Linked DNA regions of Mus musculus: region 1 is linked to region 2. Evidence: chromatin contacts called from public HiChIP or PLAC-seq data. All regions are on one chromosome and are shown on one strand. Each heading gives the region's core, a stretch centred on a gene start, on an enhancer-like site or on the middle of the called end of the contact. The rest is flanking DNA. Distances are from core to core; before and after follow the strand shown.

Region 1 (3,331 bases), core at 638-3,137, 150 kb after region 2:
TTCCACGAGTGGCCAGCTTCATCCGAACAGAGAGAACAGTTACTGACCCCCGCCCCCCACCAAGCCCCAAGAATTGCTGCCTTTGAACTTGAACAAATAGACTAAACAAAGTTGTGCATAAGTAGAGATTATGTTGTGTAACAGCTGGTTTTTATTCTTTAATTCCATTAGAACTAATTTTCTCAGAGGCCAGAGAGATGGCTCACTGGGTGAAGGTACTTGCTGCCAAGCCTGACAACTTGAGTTTGGTCTCCAGAAACCCACACAGTGAACGGAGGGACCAAGTTGTCCTCTGACTCCTACAGAATTCACGTAATTAAAAAAAAAAAAACATTTTAATAATCTCTTAAGGGCCAGATCTCTAAAACTTCCTGGTAGATTTTATTCATAGTTTTATGTTCTACGTTTTTTGGTAAAAAGAAACTATTCACATTCAGTGCTAAGGATCACCTTGGTTTGAGCAAGTGCCTACCCATGCTACTTATGGAACTGAGTTCTTCTTGAGTATTAGGTTGTTCTGTGAGAGGTGAACTCTCATCCCTGAGTGCCAGAGAAAAAGTCAGAATGTGCCTAAGGTTATTCGTCTTTGACTAGCCTGCAAACTCTCTTCTCTACACTCAGTAGTGAGAGAGAGAAAGAAAGAGAGAGGGGGGGGGGAAGGAAGGAAGGAAGGAAGGAAGGAAGGAAGGAAGGAAGGGAAAAAAAAGCTACCACATGGCAGGTGAGCTGATGGGCGTGATTCTGTCTCTGGCAGAAAGTATCTACTAAGGCACAGCTGTGTGTGAGGCACTGGGCAAGGTTCTGGGACCCAGAGGCAAAGAAGGCCTGATGACCATCTTCCCTAAAGACCTAATATCCTGAGGCCTTTCATACAGCTGCCTGCAGTCTTTGAGTAGACTCCTCTCAGATCGTTAGCTTAAGCTTCAGACCCATCCTATACCTTGTCTGGCTCCCCTCTGGCTGCTCTCCAGTCCCCAGCCAGGCTACAGAGTCAGCACCTCTCCAGGTCTGTCTGTCTTTCCATCCACACTACTGAGACACAGAGGAGGACACAGGACAACATATTCAGAGCCATAGAACAGGGGCCATGCATAAGGACTTAATAGCAAGTTAGTTTGGGTCTTTGTGGGGGGAAAAAGCTTGGCTTTCTCTGTAGGTGGCCGTGAGCCCTTGGGGACAAGTCTAGTGTTTCCCAGGCCTTGACAACTCATAGACTAATGAGAGCCTGAGGATTTTATGCAAACTTGTGGGCTCTGAGACCCCAACTGTCACTCATAACCTTCTTCCCCGTCCTTAAGTCCTCTATCCTCGGTATTCATGGTCCTTTTGTGGTCTGGGTCTCCCGACAAGGTCAGAACCGATCCTAGCAGGTTAGCAGGATCAGTGTATGGCTTCAGTTGGTGGAGCTGTTAGAAGAATGGGTTGGGGCAGGGTGGGGTGTGGGCCCCTGGTCCTCATGGGCAGGAGCCAGAGAATTCTTTGTGTTAGAAGCCCATTAATTAGGGCATAAGCAGAAAGACTTTCTGGATCTCGCCTTAGCTGGGTGCAACTGTGACTAAAATCTCTTGGCAGAAGAGTGATATAGAGTCCTGTGGCATTGTGGGTGGCCGTTTGTAGAGTTGAAGCCAGGAGGTAGAAAGTCATAGAAAGTGGCTACTGCAGAGGTCTTAGAAGGAGAGTTGAGTTCAAATGGGGAACACGTGGGGGGCGTGGTAGGAGACAGCATTGGGAATTGTTTTCCATCAACAAAAGGTAGTTCTGAGGGTCATTTGGGAAATGAGGTCAGAGGAGATGCCAGGGGTCAGGAAGGAGTGGTTCTTTCTGAGTCAGCCACTCCCTGTAAGGAGTGGAAATGGAGTCTTGAACCTTCAGCACATTTCAAATGATGCACTGGCCTTGTGGCTCGGAGCACTGCTCCACCCCACCTGGAGTTCTGCCCACTGCAGTACACTCATCCCTCAAAAGCAGCTTTGCGTGTCATTTTCAGTGACATTATCCTCGGAAGGAAGATCTGACCCTCAGCTTCCTGTGCCAGGTCCCTTGTGTCTGATTCTTGGCTTCCTCAATTAGAACAGCCATGAGACCCAGCTCATATCAGCTAAGTCACGGGATTTGTGCTTAGGGACTTGCGTGTTACAGAGGCCTCAGCCATCCCTTGTTCCTCTTCCTTTTGAGTGCTGGTTTCATCGTCTCAGCCACATTGGTCCTTTTGGAAAAACACCGCCACCCTACCAACAAATAAGAGAAAAAACATGGCGGGGTGAAGTAACCACCAGGCTACAAGTCTCATGGTATTTTTACCAGAATGGGTTAGAGTATCTTCTTCCAGGATGGGTGAGGGGCCCTCTCCCAGGCCAGTGGTGGCCAGGAAGATGCTCCCTACCACACGCCTGTAGTGAAGATGGAACTGTCCTTGGGAAGCAAGGGTGGGAGGGGACTGGAGGTAGGGGTGAGGTGCTGGAGACACAGGTGTATATCACACCCACACTTACACCTTTGCAGGTTTCTGTCCTGTGTCTCCCGAACCAAACCTCCAGGCCACTGTTCCCAGCGACTCATTATTTCCCCTAGCTATGATGCCTCACTCTTCATGATTCAGTTCTGCTGCTCCAGCCCTTCCCTCACCCCGCCCAAACCCCAGTGAAACTGTCTTGAGAACAGCCCTGGGCCACAGTGTTTCTCATTTTGACAGAGGAGAAAACTCAAAGACAAAGAGGCAAACTAACTCACCCAGGCTGCAGAGCGGGAAAAGGCGGGGTCGGATGGCTAGGCAGTGTGTCTATCCCCAGAGCTTGGTGGCGTTGAACTGTGTGTGTGTGTGTGTGTGTGTGTGTGTGGTCTTCCCAGAGAATGTGCCCCGCTGGAGCCTCCATCCCTGCTTGCTGTCCCATGTTTCCTTAGGTCCTGAGGTGGCCCTTTGGCATGAATGTTAGCTCTTAATGATCTTTACAGTGTCACACCCTACAGGAGTGGGAAGCTCTCCTTGCAGCCTGGGGTAGACTTAAAGCAAATATTAATGGTAATGCAGATGCCATCTTTCTCTGAGTCTCCTGTCTCCTTCATGCAAATGAGAGTCTGGTGCATCCTCTGGGGGACTCTGATAGATGCCCCCTACTGTCCCTCCACTGCTGGCTTAGGAATTCCCACTGTCTGCATGTCCAGGCCCATTCTTGTACTTGATGTGAACTGTAGGCTCAGGTGCTCACACAGGAAACCCAGGGTCCCACTCCTCCCGGGTTAGATTAGCTTTTTTTTCTTCCTTGGAGAGCTGTTGAAATATGGGTTTCCACAGTAATGGAGGTTCTCAGCACATTCTAGGAGCTGGCTCTGA
Region 2 (3,007 bases), core at 225-2,724:
TGGAAAAGCAATCATGCGCATGCTTGCACGCTCCCTCATCTAGTCTCTAGAAGGCCTCTGAGGGGTCACTAAGACAAGGGAAAGGAAGACCCTATTCTGTTGGTGCAGAACAAGGCTGGGAAATGTCCACCACTCCTAAGCAGCAAGATGGAGAGTTCCTAAGTGATGTTCTCAGTGGTCCCTTTCATCTCTGCGGTAAGGTGGCTTTTCATTTTCTGCAGCAAGAGGTGGCCCCAAACAAACACCTTGACCAGAATCCCACTTAAACTATTTCAACAACTCCTGTGACTTCCTGGGGCAAATGGAATTGCTTCCACTCAGCCACACCTGGATTCGAAAGGCAGCTAATTTTAGGCTCCTTGGTCCAATGCCAAATATCAAAGGAGAGTTGAAAGAATAATCTTTGCTCAATTAGAGTACAAATTCCTTCAACCGGGACCAATTCTGGTGCCTTGTTGTGTTAAGATAAGACCCCCCCCCCCCATTTATCACGTTCCTTTAAGCTGAGATGTTTCGAGTGAAACAGGAAAGGGGCAGGGGATGCATCAAGAGCTTTAAGCAAACTACTCATGGAGAATATGTAGCAAGCTGCAGAGTTGTAAGTGTGTAGTTGTGGAAGTTGTGTGGATACGAGGTGATTTGCATAATACTTGTATTTCTTTTGTAAGTGAGAATCAGCCATCTATAAGTTAAACACTTAATTTCAAATTTGAGAATGCTGTGAGGGAAGGTGCAAAAATAATGGGAGTTTCTGGAAATTGGATTTTCTTCAACTTGAACCAACTTGTATCACATAATTTCCAAGTAATTGCTAATATGATTTCAGATTTTTTTTTTGCCCTCTGTCCATTGAAATATCCACTTTAGATATTGCATTCATTTCCTTTTACTTGATGATTTATATTTCTAGTGGGAATCATGGTGGAGATCAGTACAGTTACCACACTGGAGGCCAGCAGGACCGCTCCATGATAAAAGGCGAAAGGCGTATGCTGCCAAGCCTGCTACCATGAATTCAGTCCCTGAGAAGCACGAGGCAGAGGAGAGAACAGATTTCTGGAAGTTCTCCTTGGGTTTCCACAAGTGTGAGTAGTGTGTGCCCCCTACACATAAATAACAAAAGTTACTGTAGACACATACACACATAGACACACACCATCACTTATTTCTTTTGATGAAGGATTCTTTAGTATATTTTCCGGGCCTACATAATGCTTTGTGGCTAACATGAATCATCTTGTAATTCCAAACTTAGTGGTAGTTTGAACATTTTAAGAAGGAAAACTGACCACATGAGTATTCGGTCAGACGTTGATCTGGAACCTTCCTATGTCCAACACTTCCTTGTGTCGTGGCTGATAAAGGATACACAAGAGCATTTCTGTCTCTTCCTACCCCGATCTAGCTACCAGCTGAGATAGGTGCACAGGCCACAGACACACCCGATTTCACTCACAGTATAACATGTTGAGCAATATAGTTCCAGCCCATGTGGCACTGAATCATCATGACACTGACAGGCATCAGGAGTGAGTGCTCTGTAAGATCATTACAGCTGGTTCCCAGGCAGATACATCCCTACTATGATTTATTAGTCATAATCCACACTTCCTAGAGAAATTGTCTTTATCTTCTTGATATCTCAAGGTGCTGTTCTGATAAAAGAAATAGACTCCCCTCCCCTCACACAGACCAGCTTTAAATTGTCACATTAATTATCTACCAGGTTATTTAACCATCAAAACAATTACATGCTTTTCTTTGGAAAAGTAAACCTGCTACTTACTAAGAGTCAAAAGGTTGTCACCGGGAAGTTAGAATTATTAATGGCTGAGGGATCATCAAAGAGAAGTCAAACAGAGTGGAAAAGAGCAGCCGAAGCTGGGAGCAGCAACAGGAACCTGTGCCAGCAACAGTGAGGATGAGCAGAAGATGGGGCAGTCTGCATGTGGCTCCGGCAATATTTATGAGCATTAAACAATGCATGCGATAGGCTGATAATGTCTGGAAACTGTGACTGCTGCCTTATAGGCAAAAGGGCCTTTGTGGTAGAAGATCACAAGAGGAAGGAGTTATTCTGGGTTGTTTGGGTGGAGCCTCTCTATGTAATTACAAATATCTTTATAAAAGGCAGAGGGAGATTTCACATAGACAGAAGACAGTGTGGTCCTAGAACAAAGATTGGAGTGATGTAGCCACAAACCAAGGAGTGCTGGCAGTCACGAGGGGCTGGAAGAGACAAGAAAGGATCATGGAAAATTAGAACTCCCCTGAGACATGTTCTTAGTGACCAGCTTCCCCCCCCCCCACTAGGCAGGAATTTCCATTGCTTCCCAATGACCTGTTCAAATTTTGAATCTATCAATAGGCAAAGCCATTCATTAAACCAGAGTCCTTGCGATATTATCCTCAAAGACAGACCTAGAGTAGTGCTTTCCTGTCTTCCATGTATTTTGTGCTGATTGGGTTTTGTCGAGTTGACACAAGGTAGAGTTATCTGGAAACAGACTTCCTTACAGTCTCTAGAGCATCAGTTTTCAACTGGTCACGATGGGTCACGATCTCTTTGGGGGTTAAATATAAGATATCCTATGCATCAATATTTACATTATGATTCATAATGATTGATTACAATAGCAAAATTACAGTTATGAAGTTGCAACAAGATAGTTTTAAGGTTGAGGGTCATTACAACATGAGGAACTGTATTAAAGGGTTAGGAAGGTTGCCAATGATTTGACTGTTAATCCTGTCAACCTGATTGAGTTAAATATTGTTTTTAGGATTTCTATTGCAGTCCTAAAATGCCATGACCAAAAGCACTTAGGGGAGAAAAGGGTTTATGTCATCTTACAACTCTCAGGTCAAATTCCATCACTGAGGGAAGCTCAAGGCCGGAGCCTGGAAGAAGGAACTGAAGCAGAAGCCATGGAGGCATGGTGCTTACTGGCTTGCGCCTCACGTCTTGCCCAGCTTGCTTTCTTATACAACACAGGACTATCTACCC

What was found. HiChIP or PLAC-seq counts read pairs in DNA pulled down with a chosen protein or histone mark.
Region 1: a CTCF HiChIP or PLAC-seq map of the NIH/3T3 cell line shows a contact between it and region 2, with 8 read pairs. The contact joins two enhancer-like sites. A contact is called at or near these places in 1 of 15 datasets of contacts at CTCF or cohesin (the NIH/3T3 cell line), 2 of 484 Hi-C or Micro-C datasets (bone marrow-derived macrophages and muscle stem cells), 3 of 115 datasets of contacts at active chromatin or transcription factors (embryonic stem cells and pancreatic cancer cells) and 4 of 9 other capture datasets (adipose tissue, embryonic stem cells, liver and 1 more).

Annotation. Positions count from the first base shown.
Region 1 is chr3:122,496,079-122,499,409 of GRCm38.p6, forward strand. The region is part of intron 3 of Bcar3 (breast cancer anti-estrogen resistance 3); the gene reads left to right. Among named protein-coding and RNA genes, the nearest start is that of Gm34349, 18 kb to the left of the region's middle. Within about 2 kb of position 1,888, at least 43 of the 459 cell types and tissues checked have an H3K27ac peak or open chromatin away from gene starts, as enhancers often do. A contact at or near this core is called in the NIH/3T3 cell line, bone marrow-derived macrophages and pancreatic cancer cells, where this site is marked.
Region 2 is chr3:122,347,402-122,350,408 of GRCm38.p6, forward strand. No RefSeq gene overlaps it. Among named protein-coding and RNA genes, the nearest start is that of Gm40139, 27 kb to the left of the region's middle. Within about 2 kb of position 1,475, at least 53 of the 459 cell types and tissues checked have an H3K27ac peak or open chromatin away from gene starts, as enhancers often do. A contact at or near this core is called in the NIH/3T3 cell line, bone marrow-derived macrophages and pancreatic cancer cells, where this site is marked.